Linked DNA regions of Mus musculus: regions 1, 2, 3 and 5 are each linked to region 4. A link is a contact called in public Hi-C, HiChIP or PLAC-seq, Micro-C and promoter capture Hi-C data. All regions are on one chromosome and are shown on one strand. The core of a region is the stretch at or near the end of the contact, and the rest is flanking DNA. Distances in the headings are between cores, read along the strand shown. Region 1 holds the start of Psap (prosaposin). Region 2 holds the start of Eif4ebp2 (eukaryotic translation initiation factor 4E binding protein 2). Region 3 holds the start of Pald1 (phosphatase domain containing, paladin 1). Region 4 holds the start of Unc5b (unc-5 netrin receptor B). Region 5 holds the start of Ppa1 (pyrophosphatase (inorganic) 1).

Region 1 (2,700 bases), core at 76-2,575, 550 kb before region 4:
CCTGTGAATTTGAATCCTGAGTGTAAAGATGTAGGCAAATCTGTAACCTGTTTGTGCTTGAGTCTCATCTGTTAGCACGGCACGAATCACAATAAATGGGGGCTGGAGATGCCACTCAGTTGGTAGAGTCATTGCCCGACATGAGTTGAAGGCCTGGGTTTGGTTCCTAGAACCAAACAGAACATGTATGGTAGCACAGGCAGGCAGATCAGGATTTGGAAGTGACTGAAGTTCGAGGACTGCCTGAGATACACGAATCCTCAGCTGCACAGCCAGTTGTCAGCCTCTTTGGGCTACAGGAAACCCTGTCTTAAAAAACTAACCACTAGCCGGGCGTGGTGGCCCACGCCTTTAATCCCAGCAGGCAGACAGATTTCTGAGTTCGAGGCCAGCCTAGTCTACAAAGTGAGTTCCAGGACAGCCAGGGCTATACAGAGAAACCCTGTCTCGAAAAACCAAAACAAACAAACAAACAAACGAACAAAAAAACTAACCAAAAAAACTAATCACCGCCAGGCGTGGTGGCACACACCTTTAATCCCAGCAGCACTCGGGAGGCAGAATCAGGCAGATTTCTGAGTTCGAGACCAGCCTGGTCTACAAAGTGAGTTCCAGGACAGCCAGGGCTACACAGAGAAACCCTGTCTCGAAAAACCAAAAACCAAACCAAACCAAACCAACCAACCAACCAAACAAAAAACCCCTAACTACCACTGTACAAGGGTCAGGCAGAAGAATTACATGTTCAGAGACTTTCTGGGGAATTTGGTGACACCCTCTTTCAAAAATAAAGTAAGGAGTGAGCTGGGAGGGTGGGGGGAATGGTGGTGTGCAGCTTGGAGGTACAACACTTGATATCAAGTATAATGCCTTGGGTTCAATACCGGCGACTGCAAACAAAAATCCCTGCTCCCGCCCCCCAACCCCCAACCATTCTCCAAGGGGTTGAGGCAGAAGGTTGAGAGTTCCAGGTCTGCTGCGACACTGAATTGTCGACCAGCAAGGCCATAGTGACTCGGCATCTCAAAAACAAATAGTAATACTTAAAAGATGCTGGGGCTCAGGGGTGGGGTGGGGTGGGGGAGCACAAGATGCAGTTCAGGGCTTGGTACCAGCCCTGGGCTGGATTCCTCACATTGCAAAGGTAAAGAGAGGCGTTAGATACCGTTCGGCGCCTGACCTTGATTTAATCACCAGATATGGTTTTCTTTTATTACCACCACCCGCGCCTTCCCGCCACCTTCCCTGGGCGTTTTCAGCCTGCTCCTCTTCGCACCCTCCCTCCCCGCAGGCGCGCTGCGCGACGCTGAGTCAAGCTGCGCCCAGTTTGGGCGGGGCCCGCGCCTGCGCACTGGCGTCTGCGGCGAGGTTGGGGGGTAGATTTATATTCGTCTGGTCAGCTGACGTTCTGCATTGCAGCCTGCGAAGTGAAGCGGCGCCATGTACGCCCTCGCCCTCTTCGCCAGCCTTCTGGCCACCGGTGAGCTTAGAAGGGTCCCCTGGTCTGGTAGAGAAGAACGCTATAGCGTCCCCTGGGTCCCGGGAACCGGGCAGTCCTGCGGTACCGGCCTCGCCCTCCGCTCGCTTCCCGGGGCGCGCTTAGGCAGGCCTCGCTGTGCGCAGGCGCAGATCGGGGCTGGTGGCGGAGGGGGACCTGTTCCAGATTCTCTGCACTGGGGGACCACTGGGAGGTGGGAGAGACGTCTTGTCCTGTGTGTGCAGGCCTTGTGCAAGGCCTTGCGGGTGACTGCGGTTCTCCCTGGGATGGAGGTTGGGAGAGGTCACTCGATGACCTCTTCCGTCGCTGTGTTGACTCTATCCTGGTGTAGGTGATAGACATGGCCTTGAAGCCCCATCCTGCAGGTCAGGTCGGCCCGTGACCTCTGTCCCAGACTGCACTCGTATGGGAGTTGCAGGAAGCGTCTTTGTGTCTGCCCCGGGCCGGGGGGTGATTTTTTTGGCTTCTGTGTGAACTCAGGAGCGTAGTAGGTCTTGGAGGGAATTGTGTAGTCCCGATTGCATTGGAACTCTTAATTTTTTTGTTTGATCTGGCAAAGCCATTGGCCAGCCTTTATTTTATAGCAAGTGTTTCTAAAATGATTTTTCTTAAAAGCACTGCAGGTTGGCAAGGCAGCGCCAGGGGACTCACACTTGGAAGGCATAGGTAGGAGGATTTTGAATTTGAGGTCAGCCTGTGCTACACAGAAAGCTCAAGGCTAGTCTGGACTGTGTATGAGATTTTTTTTTTTTTTTTTTTTGTGCAAGAAAAATGAAAAGAAACGCACTTGGTCCTGCTTGCTCTGTGTCATACATAACTCGTGAGTTCTGATTCACCCACACCACCAAAACCAGACTTCTTTTTCTCTCTCTCTGTAGTATGGGCCATTGAACTTGGATCGTAACACACGGTAAACGAACATCCTCTACTGAGTCACACTATACCCCTTACCTGTTTCCTTGGAAAAATTATTTCTAATACACATGTAGTTCATTTGACTGCCAGTCTAGTTAACTGGGTTCCTTCTTCCTTCTTAGGTAGATGGGAGGACCCTGATGGCCTTGGTCTAAAACTCCAGGCTCTGTGCCTCACGTCAAGGTCATACTGAAGAATGGTAGCTTGTCTTGACTGTCCACCATTGAGTTGTTGGTTGTCTATGATGACTGCAAACCACGTGTGCTCCCTGAGGCTCTTAGGACTTA
Region 2 (2,707 bases), core at 177-2,676, 620 kb after region 4:
TCAGTATAGCCCTGGCTGTCCTGAAACTCCTCTGTAGACCAGGCTGAACTCCAAATCCGCCTGCCTCTGCCTCCCAAGTGCTGGGATTAAAGGTGTGTGCCACCACTGCCTGGCCTTGGAACTCATTATATTGCCAGGGCTAGCCTTAAACTGCCATTCTCCTACCCCGTCTTTCTGGAGTAGTAGGGTCACAGCCCTAACTACCACACACAGCCTTCTGGACTGCTGTCTCTTGGTGTTGGCAAGGTCCCCTTACTCTGTGCCTTCCAATTGCACAAGATTCCAGGATGGCCAGGCCCACTTTTAAGTGATTGGTTAGGAGTCCTGTCTCATGATCAGCGATCTATAGACTGTAAGGGCTGCTAACCAAATCTTCACCCTCTAGCTGAAGCCCAGCCCCCGGGGTCACCAAAAGAAGGCAAAGTTCTGAGATTAGGGACAGAAAGCCAGTTCCCTTCATGAAGGCACCGGAAGAACCCCTTCCAGGCTCCTCCCTCTTAGAGAACAGCCCAGAAAAGAGACAAACAACCTTTGCGCTTCCTCCTCTCGTGACCAATTCAACATACTTTATTTACCTCTTCTCCAGTGATAGTAAACGGATCCCGGCCATCTTTTGAAAAGCAACTTCAGGAACCTCCCTTTGCATCGCTTTTTTCTACAAGCCCTTTCCCTAGGATCAAGCAACCTAACCCGACTAGTGTGTGCTGTTTGACAAAGCACCTTTAAAACCGCTCTTCGAAAGCCCTGATCTGAAACCTGACAGCGCCTCTACCAAAGCCAACAACTTCTTGGATACCAAAGGAGCTATTTTACACGTCCCACTTGTGGGAGCTGGGGCTCCCCCAACCTTTGATGACTCCTCTAACAAAGTAAACAATGCTGTCAAAGGAGGCTAACACTGGGCGAGGCATGCAGAGTGCATGCCAGCCTCGTCTCGGAACTCTCGGCGCAGCCAGACCAGTCATCTTAGGCTTCCGCGCCAGGTCCGTCTCCCCGACTTCCCTCTCCCCAAAGCCCGTAGGACAGCTCCAGAGGCAAGCCCCGCTGCGCAGAATGCACGGTCTGCAGCACACCGTACGGGCAGCGGGGAGGAAGCTGTTGGTCGAGCATGCAGTGCCACGCGCCAGCCGTGATGGCGGGCAGGCCGGGCGCGGCTCACCTCCCGGCGTTGTGGAGAACAGCGTCCCCCCGGGCGTGGTGCAGTAGTCCTGAGGTAGCTGCGCGGCGTCGCTGATAGCCACGGTGCGCGTGGGGATGGCGCGGCTCTGGCTGGGCTGGTGGCTACCACCGGCCGACGCGGACATGGCTCCGACGCGGGCTCGAGGCTTTGTGCAGCAGCGGCGGCGGCGGCGGCGGCGGCGGCGGCGGGGCCGGGCGGCTCTGGCTCCTCACGCTCGGCTCTCAACTCGCCTGCTCTCGCCCGGTCGTCCCGCTGCGATACCGCTCCCGCTGCCGCCGCCGCCGCCGCCGCCCGGTCCTCCGGCCTCCGCCTGCAGCCTCAGCAGCAGCAGGAGCAGCAGCGGCAGCAGCGGCAACGATGACTACCGGAAGCGGTCGAAGGCGGGAGCAAGGGGTAGTAGAGGGAGGGACAATATGGAAGCCGGACGTGACGTTGGAGGGCGTGTCTGAGGCGAGTGGGCGGGTAGCTGGGGGCGTGACTGAGGCAGCCGAAGGCTAGAGGCAGAGGGTGAACCCGGAAATCCGGGAAAAAGGAAGTGTTGAAGGGTGGAGCCTTAGGGTGGGCGGGACTTTGAGGGGCGGGGCTGAGTTCAGAGGAACATAATAGACTCCCAGTGAAGCTGAGTGTAGGTGATTAAGGCACGCGGGAGGGGGGGGAAGCGGGGTGTGTGTGTGTGTGTGTGTGTGTGTGTGTGTGTGTGTGTGTGTGTGTGTGTGTGTGTGTGTGTGTGTGTGTGTGTGTGTGTGTGTGTGTGTGTGTGTGTGTGTGTGTGTGTGTGTGTGTGTGTGTGTGTGTGTGTGTGTGTGTAATTGTTTGTGGTGTGTAAGTGTGGACTAACAGTACTTTCTTAGGGCTTACTTCATATTCCCATCTATATCTAACCATTAAAAGTATAACTCGGGCTGGAGGGATGGCTCAGTGGTTAAGAGCACTGTCTTCTAGAGATCCTGAGTTCAAATCAGCAACCACATGGTGGCTCACAACTATCTGTAATGGGATCCGATGCCCTCTTCTGATGTGTCTGAAGACAGCTACAGCGTACTCATATACATAAAATAAATAAATAAATCTTTTTAAAAAATTATAACTCTGGGAGCCCACAAGATGGCTCAGCAGGTAAAGAAAGGCATTTGTCACCAAGCCTGCAGACCTGAGTTCCACCACCCAGAAGCCACAAGGTGAAAGGGGAGACCGACTCTCCCAAGTTATCCTCTGACTTCTCCACTAGTCCATGAGCACCCATCTGCCTGCCCATAAATAAATAAATGTAATCAAAGTTTTTGTTTGTTTGTTTGTTTGTTTGTTTCGTTGGTTGGTTTTTCGAGACAGGGTTTCTCTGTATATCCTGGCTGTCCTGGAGCTCACTTTGTAGACCAGGCTAGCCTCGAACTCAGAAATCCACCTGCTTCTGCCTCCTGAGTGCTGGGATTAAAGTCGTGCACCACCACACCCAGCTAATCAAAGTTATTTTAAGAAGTATAATTTTAATTGCTCATTATTAAAGGAAAGCAATGCGTACACGATGAA
Region 3 (2,700 bases), core at 64-2,563, 550 kb after region 4:
CCTACGCTTGTTGCCCCCATCCCATCCCCCCACCCCCGCCCCCGCCCCAGCACCACCGCCGCACAAGGCGAGGTGCAAAGCGGTCCTGATTAGTAATGCTAATGAGGAGGGTGGGGTTGCCTGCACCAGGACATTTAAACACATCTATCAGCAAAGTCACAGGACACCCAGCGAGAGTACCCTCGCTGCGCCGGTGTTTTGCAATTCCCTTGAGGAACCTCCTGGCATTTTCTTCTAGGGCTACCAGCCCAGGGCTGGTATCAAACTCCCTATCAGAGAACTGGCCAAGTGTTTCTCTCTTGTCTTCCCTTGCAGGACAGAGCCACAACAGGACAGAGCCCTTCCAAGTCCTCCCACCTCCCACACTGTCTGTGCATGGCCCGGAGCCCACAGCCACAGGTGCTCTGTCACTGGCTGTGGGCAGACAAGGACCGGCCCATACTCTCTGGCTGGAAGACCAGAGATGCCTCAAGCTCACCCCGGGCCAGGCTTTTGTGGAGTCTGATTTACAAAACAAGGGCAGCTTGGCCACTACAAGGAACTGGGACAGTCAGTGTCCCAAACACTACCTTTCTATTAAGTCCATGTCTTTTGGGGGGAGGGGGGTGTCATGCTCAGGCACATGAATGTACTCACGCTCCACGCACACCCTCGCTCACACCAAGGAAACCCCACCTCAAAAGAGACCAAACCGAGCGGCGAATCAAAGCCAGTGCCTGCCAGGCCCCTCAGTTTGCTCCCTTGCCCCTGGGCCTCAAGGGTCCTGCAGATAAGTCTGGGGACCCCATGCCGGGGTCACAACGCGGCTATCTTTCCTAACTTCTTCGGAAGCCCAGCCCAGCTGGCCCGGAGGGCTCCCAGGCCAAGAAGTGCGGGTGTCGCCACTCCATGTTGTCCCTCACTCCGAGGGAAGCCAGAGTACAGGAGATGAGTCCGGGATCGACCTGCGCACAACCCGGGAGCAGCTCCAGCTTTGAGAAAGCATGGTGGCGCCGACCTGGGGCAGGCCTGGGTGGCTCGGACGCCTCCGCCCCAAACCGAGGGACCCCGATCCTCCCTCGGCGCGGCCCACGCGTGCTTACCTGGCAGCCGCAGCTCCGGGAGAGCGTCGCGCTATGCGGCCGGGGACTGCCGGCGCCGAGGCGGGCTTCGGGCACTACCCGCGCGGGCTCCAGATGACTCCGCCCACCCTCCCAGCCCATCCGGGGGCGGAGGCAGCTCCTGCTGTGTCCAGGCGGCGCAGACCCGGCCAGCCCGGGGCCACCGAGGCCAGGATCACCCCCAGAACCCCGCCTCGAGTCCGGATCCCCCCTCCCACGCCTGGGAGGGCGCGGTCACAGCTTCGGCCTCCGCCCACAAGGAGGGGGTGCGGACTTAAAGATACACTCACCCCACCACGGTCGGATAGGCACAACTCCCCTCCCCCCTCTTTCAATCCAGCCGGTTCCGGGCCAGCATCCTCCGTCTGCTCGCCCTACGCCTGGAGGAAAACCCTAGGGTAGAGGGAACCTGCGGGAGAAGCAAGTTCCTCTTTCCTTGTCTGGTCGGTTCCTTCTGGAAGATACCCAAGGCCGGCTTCCAATCTCCATGGCTGGAGAAAAATGCTTAGGCTGGTGGCGCCACACCCCCTCCCCTACTCCAGGGCCCCTGTTATGTCTGTAGCCCCGGGCTTCCCCTTTCTGCTTCTCCTGGACCCCAGAATCAGCATTTCTCCTGTGCCACTTGAGCTCCGTAGGGAAGGTCTGACGCCTCTCCGAATAGACGTCGAAGGATGAAGCCCTAAAAGAGCAGGTGGTCACCTTGACCGCTGGCTTAGGAAAATTGCAGCTCCCAGTCTTTGGAAGAAGAGCAGCCCCACTACCCCTACCCAACGCATCCAAGTGGTGGTGGGCTCTGGGGCTCTGGTACCTGACCCTTGACCTTGGATCACCCATGGGCACTTACTCACCCCTGCTTAGGTCTCAGGAAAGCCTCTTTGATGTATGGAATGAGGTCTCTCTCTGTCTCTCTCTCTGTCTCTGTCTCTCTCTGTCTCTCTCTCCCTACACTGAGGAATATTTCCTTCCTGCCTCTACCTGCCTTGGCCCCAGTCAGAGCTAGAGGGTCCTTGGCACGCTCTGCAGGGAGTTGTGACCAGGATGAAGACTTTGCAGGCCTGGCCTTTAGCCAAAATCAAGCTAGGGAACTTGAACTATGCAGAAGGAGGGCCTTGCAACCCTAAAAGGACTCATTAAGGGTGGTCTGGCCAGATACCCAGCATGTCTGCAGCGGTATCTCATCTGTGTAATCTTAGCAGGTACCTATGTACCTATCATTGTTCACACACACACATACACACACGGTCTCATATATCCCAAGTTGATTTTGTTCAATATTTAGTTAAAAATAACCTAGAAATTCTAAATCCTTCCTCCTGAATGCTGGGATTATAGGCACGGTCCCTCATTCTGGCTTATGCAGTGCTGGGTGTTGAAATCAAGTATTCTTGTGTATGCTGGGCATGCAAACACTCTAGCATATCCCTAGCCCTCGCTATTCCTATTTTAATACATGGGGAAACTGAGGCCCCAGGACTACCTGCCCTCTATGTCAGACTCCCTTCTGCCCATCCTAGGTGTGTGAGGAAGAAAGAGAAAGCCCAGAGGGTTGCTTAAGGACCATGGCCATCTTGGCTCCAGCCACACTTCACTCAGATTGGCC
Region 4 (2,700 bases), core at 2-2,501:
ATCTTCGCGATGAGAGGAGAATCGGGGACTTTATAAACTTAGGAGTCCACCAAACCCTCTTAAGAGCATCTTTACTGGGTCCAGGTGCAGTGCAGAGGCGAGCTCACCTGGACACTGAGAATACCAATAACCTATTGAAAATAGGCAAAGTCGAAAGGAGATACATTACGCCCCTCCACTCTCTGCCAACACTCACCCCCAAACAATCCACCAACCACGAAACCTTTTCATACCCGCCCGCGCCGCACCTCCGGAGATCACGGTGTACAGGAGTCGGCCCCTCCCCCTTCAGTAGCTTAAAGCCTTCGGGCCTCGGCTCCCCAAAGGCCGAGAAGAAGCGCTTCCAGGGTTCCGCAGTATCCTGCTCTCTGTCCGCGACCCTCAGAATGCTGCGCGTGCAGCCCGCGGGAGCCTGTACTCAGACCTAAGTTGCAGGCGAACCGCAGAGAACACACACCTGGCCCTGGCAGTGACAGTTTTTCCGTGATAGTCAGGGGTCACTTGGAAGTGAATCAGACCCCATTCCACGGGAAGCAACTATCCCTTGGAGGCAGGAGCAGGGAGCTTCGAGCTTACGTGGCACCCCAGGTGGCCACGCGTCGCCCCCTCTCCCGAGCACCGAAGCTGCCTTTTAACTTGGACGCGTCCACGGCGTTCTCGGAGCGCAGTGACTCCGCCAAGAACCACCCGAACTTGCAGTTGGACGCTGAGACGCGCCAGGACCGCATCCCTGTGTTCCACTCCCTCTCGCACCTACCTGCTAGGCTCGGTGTCGGATCCCAGCAAAGCAGCAGCGCCAGCAGCAGCGCGCTCCGCACCCCGCTCCGGGCCCTCATGCTCCTGTCCCCCGGCCCGGGCGCCTCTCCCTCGGGGTTCTTTCCCGGTCCCCAGCCTCGCCGCCTTCGCCTTCGCCGCCGCCTCGCCGTTCTCGCAGGCGCCCGGCAGCGCCAGCCCGTGCCCTCCGTAGGCGCAGAGGCAACCGCGCAGCGCCGGGAGGCCGCCCGGCGACTAGGAGCGCTCCGGGAGTCGGACGCCGCTGGGGATCCCGGCTCTGGTGCGCCCTTTCCGCGCTCTCCCGCTGCGAGCGCCGTCCGCGCCCTGCTCCGAAGTTGTGCGATCCCAGTGGAGTGCGCTCAGCGGCGCTCGTAGCGGCCGCGCCGCGAAGTCTGTCCGAGTGGGGTGTGTGCTTCCCTCTGCGCCCTGCCGCTCCCCGCGGCTCCGCGCCCTCGCCCGCCCTGCCGCCGGCCACAATGCCCAGCGCCGCCGCGCGCTCGCCCTAGAGTCAGCGGGCCGGGGCGGGGCCTCACGCGATAGAAGGCGGGGCCTGGAGGACGGGGGCGGAGCCACGGGGCCCAGCGAGGGGGGGTACCCTACCGCTGTGTAGGCGCGGCCGAGTTGGGGCCTTATCAGAGGGGATCCTTGAAGAACGCAGGATCCAAAGCACCGGAAAACCGGTCCGCTGAAAGCGGCGGAGTCTACCGGATTTTCTTTCCAAAAATAAAGGAAATAAACATTCGTACACTTCTTAGCTTGGGTGTGAATCAGCTTTCGCTTTTGATTCGGTCTCAAAAGGGGATGGGGGTGTTTAAGAAAAAATGTCAAACACTCAAGTCCTGGTGGAGCGGGGGATGTAGTTGGGGAGTTCCAGCTGTGGATATTTGGGCATGAGTTAGGATCGTGATTGGTTCTGTTTTTCTCCTCGACCCAGGACAGAACTCTTTACGTGGGATCCGGAAGGATGGCTCATCCTAGGATATGGTGAACCAGTCCAATTGAATAAAAGGACGTGTGTGGGGAGGGAACCTGCTGCTGTGTTTTGCTCCGAGCACAAACTTGGTTCTGGTTCTGCTCCTTAAGCGCGTGACCTTGAAGGAGCTGCTTAGCTGTCTCCATCACTGTCACCTGTGAAATGGGGAAGAATGATGTTAGCTGTCTCATAAGGGGTTGAGGAGCAGAATGTGGGAAATAGGTAGAAAGTGGGGGCACAAATGGTGGCATCCCTTCCCAAGGTTCTTGAAGGAAGTCCTTGTCACCCAGAGGTGGGCCCATAAGCTTACGTGACCAGAGGAGACTTGGGAGATGTCTGTGCATCCGCTCACAGGAAGCTCACAGCACTTCCATGTGGGAGCCCACTAACGGGCTAATTCCATAATGCTATAAAGAAGCAGCCCCTACCCCTTATCTGCTGACCTCCTAAGCTTTTCCTCTTTGCAGATCTGGATCAGCCCTCTTCTTCAGGAAGAGAGCAGCCTAGCCAGGTTCTGAAGTCGGGTAGGAGGGTAGAAGGGTGGGAGGGTGGGAGGTATCCAAAAGAACCTAGTATTCCCAAGTTTTTCCTAGATTGGAGAAGAAAGGTTTGGGAGCCATAGTTGCTGACTAAGAGGTTGGTGGTGTGAGGGCAGAGAAGCAAGAAGATCCATGCTAGCTGTGTTTGGGGGAGAGGGAGGCAATGAAAGCGGGATTTCTCGACACCCCCTCTATCCCAACTCCACAAAATGAAGACTGGAGATCTATAGAAGGCTGTGGCTATAGGTGACGCCCCACATCATGGCTGGCCACCCAGGCCCAGTAGGGTGAATCCGGGTGGAGTGAACGCCCAAGGCAGGACTTTGGTTTCTGTGGGCAAAGGTAAACGGGCTATTTTTATCCTGGCCTGGAACAGCATGAGCAACAGCAGTGGCTGAGCACACCCAGCCTGTT
Region 5 (2,700 bases), core at 22-2,521, 820 kb after region 4:
GCCAAGGATGACCTTGAATTCATGATCTTCCTACTTTTGCTTCTCAAGTGCTGCAGCTACAGGTATACACCACCGTGCCAATTTAGAAATTAACTTTCTTAGGCTTCCACTTAATACGTGGTTTATGCATTCCATTTATATATTAGAGATTGTTTTGAAAATAGTTGAAAGGAAACTGTCTTTGAGATAAATAGTTAAGAAATATTTTAGAAAGATATTCTGTCTATCATAATTTAAAATTTGCTTTTTAAAAAAATGTGGATAATTTCCTGGGTTAGATTTGTCTTATTTTTAAGATAGTCTCATACTGTAGCATGGGGTGGCTCAGAACTCACTACGTAGCTCAGGTTGGTCTCAGAAAGTCAGCGTCCTGAGGTCTGGGGCTACAGGTGTGAGACGCTATATGTGGCTTATAATTAGAGTTGTGATACACAAAGACAGACAGACACACACACACAACCTTATAGGACTGTGAAAGTTCCCAACGTCCACAGCACACTCTGAGGGATACAGCCTGGACTTCAATGGGTGGTGCAATAGAACTAGGAAAACAAGCTCCGAGAAGCTACTCCTGAGAAACGTCCTCAAGGGGTTCTGTGCACACTCCTGGGTCTTCCCAGAGCTTCAATTTCAAGTCCCAGTGGATCTGGAGTGGGGAGAGAAATCTGCGGTATCTGGGGAGTTCAGGAGTAATCAGCTTGAGTCTGGTCCAAGCAGAACCCACCCAACAATTCAGATGAGAAACTGAATCAGGGAGATTAGTAAAAGCAAATTTGTCCATTGCCTACCACTTGGGAAAACATTAGTCACAGCCTATAGTTTTCAGAGCCCAGTCAGCCAAACTCTCAACTTTAATGAAGATGGCCCTGGGCCGGGGGTGGGGGGCTGGTAGCACACTCCCAGCTTCTGGGAGGCAGATGAAGATCTATGAGAAACCCAAACAAGAAAAGACAAGACTGCCTGGGGAACAGGTGGCTTATCAAGGCCTTCCGAGATAAGGAACTGCTCTGCAGGACCTGAGAGAGAGAAATCAAAGGTGAGCGACCCGCAAGCCTCAGGAGAGTAACCAGCGTTCTGTCCCAGCGGAGCCGCCAACCCGCAGTCCGCTTCCAGAGGGCAGCCGGCGCCTGCCACGTGGCCCAGGTTGCGAACCGGGGGCGGGGCGTGAGGAGGCGCGTCGCGCAGAGTGCGCCTGCGCGGGTGGGCGGGGCGGGGCAGGGTACAAGGCGAGCCCCACGCATTAAAGGCACGGCGCCGGCGACCGGCGGGCCAGCTCGTGGTACGCAGGCGCGGGCTTTCTCCTCCGTACAGCGGCTCCGGGTCTGGGCTGTGTGGTTGTGTGGCTGTGCAGCGGCGGCGGCGGTGCATCTCCGACACCATGAGCGGCTTCAGCAGCGAGGAGCGCGCCGCGCCCTTCACCCTCGAGTACCGCGTCTTCCTCAGTGAGTGGCGTGAGGCCGAGGGCCGGGTCGCCCATTCATTCCAGAACGAGCGGGCGGGCGGGCGGACGCGTCCCCTTCCCTCTGGCGGGCGGCGGGACCAGCGAGGGCCGCCATCCCAGTGCCCACCGCGAGCGCTCCCTCCACACATTCGAACTTGGGCCACATGGGGAAAGGAAACCACTGAGTCACCCTTAGAAGGTGCCCGGAGGTGATACCGACCGCCTAAGAGGATTGTCCTCAGGATCGCCGGCTGGAGGACAGAGATTTCCTCAAGACCTTAATTCGGTGCCGAACAGGATCGAGTCCTCCCCGGTGTTGTAAGAGATGGGAAACTGAGGCCCAGGTCTTCCCGGCACTAGCCTTATTGTGGTGAGGCTTCTCTGAAGCCCTGATGGCCGGGAGTGCTTCTAGGAAACCGAAAGCTTTGCCTCCCTAGACAGACAGGTGACGTCTAGCTAAGGACCTGGTGGGAGAACAGCCAGGTTCTTAACCCTGGTGCCGGAACCCACTAGTTACCCCCGCATCCAACCCCTGCCCTGCACTCAGAAAGGCGGAGTCGATCGGCCTTCCACGTGTGTCACCTTTTCCTGATAGGTGCTTGCAAGCTACCTGGGTTTCTCCTGGAAGCCCTTAGCTTGTAGGTATATACATACATTCATGGTGCTAACAGAGGTTTGCGATGCTGTTAGCAAAGGCCCTTCCAGTTTGTAACCTCTTTGTGTTTATTTAGAAGGGATGGGCAGCAATCTCAGGACAGGGCAAACAGACATTCCTGAAAGAATGAACAGAGAGTGCCTAGCAGAAACTTCGCCATGGAAATAGTGTTGGCTTCAGGTTTTTCAGTGTCCTTTAAAGTGACCCTTTGGGTCACTGGGAATTGTCTTCAAGCTATATGTGCAGAATAAACACACTGCTTTTAATGTATTTAATGTATTGGTGGTAAGTATTTGATGGTTGTGGGTAGAGAGCAAAGCCACTCCTTGACTTTGGATTAGGCTGAAGTCTATCAAATGGGCTCTCTGGAACTTAAGAAACACTAAATTTAGTACCACTATGTAATTTAACTAGTTCTCGCTCTTTGCACTTTTTAAAAAGGATAAATTTCTGAGTATTTTTTCCACTTTTTTTTTTTTTTTTTTTTTTTGAGGGTGGTGGTGGGTGAGGCCATAGTGTTTTCCCGTTTAGCTCAGCTTGGTTTTAAACTTGAGATCTCCTGCTTCAACCTCCCAAGTACTAGGATATAGATAGGTTCAGGCAT

The links. A called contact is a pair of places that touch in the nucleus more often than the background predicts. HiChIP or PLAC-seq counts read pairs in DNA pulled down with a chosen protein or histone mark. Capture Hi-C pulls out chosen DNA fragments and counts their contacts.
Region 1: a Hi-C map of the N1E-115 cell line shows a contact between it and region 4, with 3 times the contacts expected there. The contact joins the promoter of Psap here to the promoter of Unc5b in region 4. A contact is called at or near these places in 7 of 39 promoter capture datasets (the 3T3-L1 cell line, embryonic stem cells, liver and 2 more), 2 of 484 Hi-C or Micro-C datasets (the N1E-115 cell line and uterus), 5 of 115 datasets of contacts at active chromatin or transcription factors (the NIH/3T3 cell line, astrocytes, bone marrow-derived macrophages and 2 more) and 1 of 9 other capture datasets (adipose tissue).
Region 2: a promoter capture Hi-C map of adipose tissue shows a contact between it and region 4. The contact joins the promoter of Eif4ebp2 here to the promoter of Unc5b in region 4. A contact is called at or near these places in 1 of 39 promoter capture datasets (liver) and 1 of 9 other capture datasets (adipose tissue).
Region 3: a contact with region 4 is called in a Micro-C map of embryonic stem cells, with 2.8 times the contacts expected there. The contact joins the promoter of Pald1 here to the promoter of Unc5b in region 4. A contact is called at or near these places in 2 of 39 promoter capture datasets (embryonic stem cells and liver), 1 of 15 datasets of contacts at CTCF or cohesin (the NIH/3T3 cell line), 2 of 484 Hi-C or Micro-C datasets (both in embryonic stem cells) and 3 of 115 datasets of contacts at active chromatin or transcription factors (embryonic stem cells and pancreatic cancer cells).
Region 5: a FOXA1 HiChIP or PLAC-seq map of pancreatic cancer cells shows a contact between it and region 4. The contact joins the promoter of Ppa1 here to the promoter of Unc5b in region 4. A contact is called at or near these places in 2 of 39 promoter capture datasets (liver and pre-B cells) and 2 of 115 datasets of contacts at active chromatin or transcription factors (cardiomyocytes and pancreatic cancer cells).

The regions. Positions count from the first base shown.
Region 1 is chr10:60,276,303-60,279,002 of GRCm38.p6, forward strand. It overlaps Psap (prosaposin), which reads left to right and starts at 1,326. Exons shown (of 15, transcript NM_011179.3): 1 at 1,326-1,480. The coding sequence starts at 1,441.
Region 2 is chr10:61,451,243-61,453,949 of GRCm38.p6, forward strand. It overlaps Eif4ebp2 (eukaryotic translation initiation factor 4E binding protein 2), which reads right to left and starts at 1,427. Exons shown (of 3, transcript NM_010124.2): 1 at 1,160-1,427. The coding sequence starts at 1,304.
Region 3 is chr10:61,382,210-61,384,909 of GRCm38.p6, forward strand. Pald1 (phosphatase domain containing, paladin 1) reads right to left here and starts at 1,314. Exons shown (of 20, transcript NM_013753.2): 1 at 1,083-1,314.
Region 4 is chr10:60,830,330-60,833,029 of GRCm38.p6, forward strand. Unc5b (unc-5 netrin receptor B) reads right to left here and starts at 1,252. Exons shown (of 17, transcript NM_029770.3): 1 at 758-1,252. The coding sequence starts at 836.
Region 5 is chr10:61,647,350-61,650,049 of GRCm38.p6, forward strand. Ppa1 (pyrophosphatase (inorganic) 1) reads left to right here and starts at 1,272. Exons shown (of 11, transcript NM_026438.4): 1 at 1,272-1,442. The coding sequence starts at 1,379.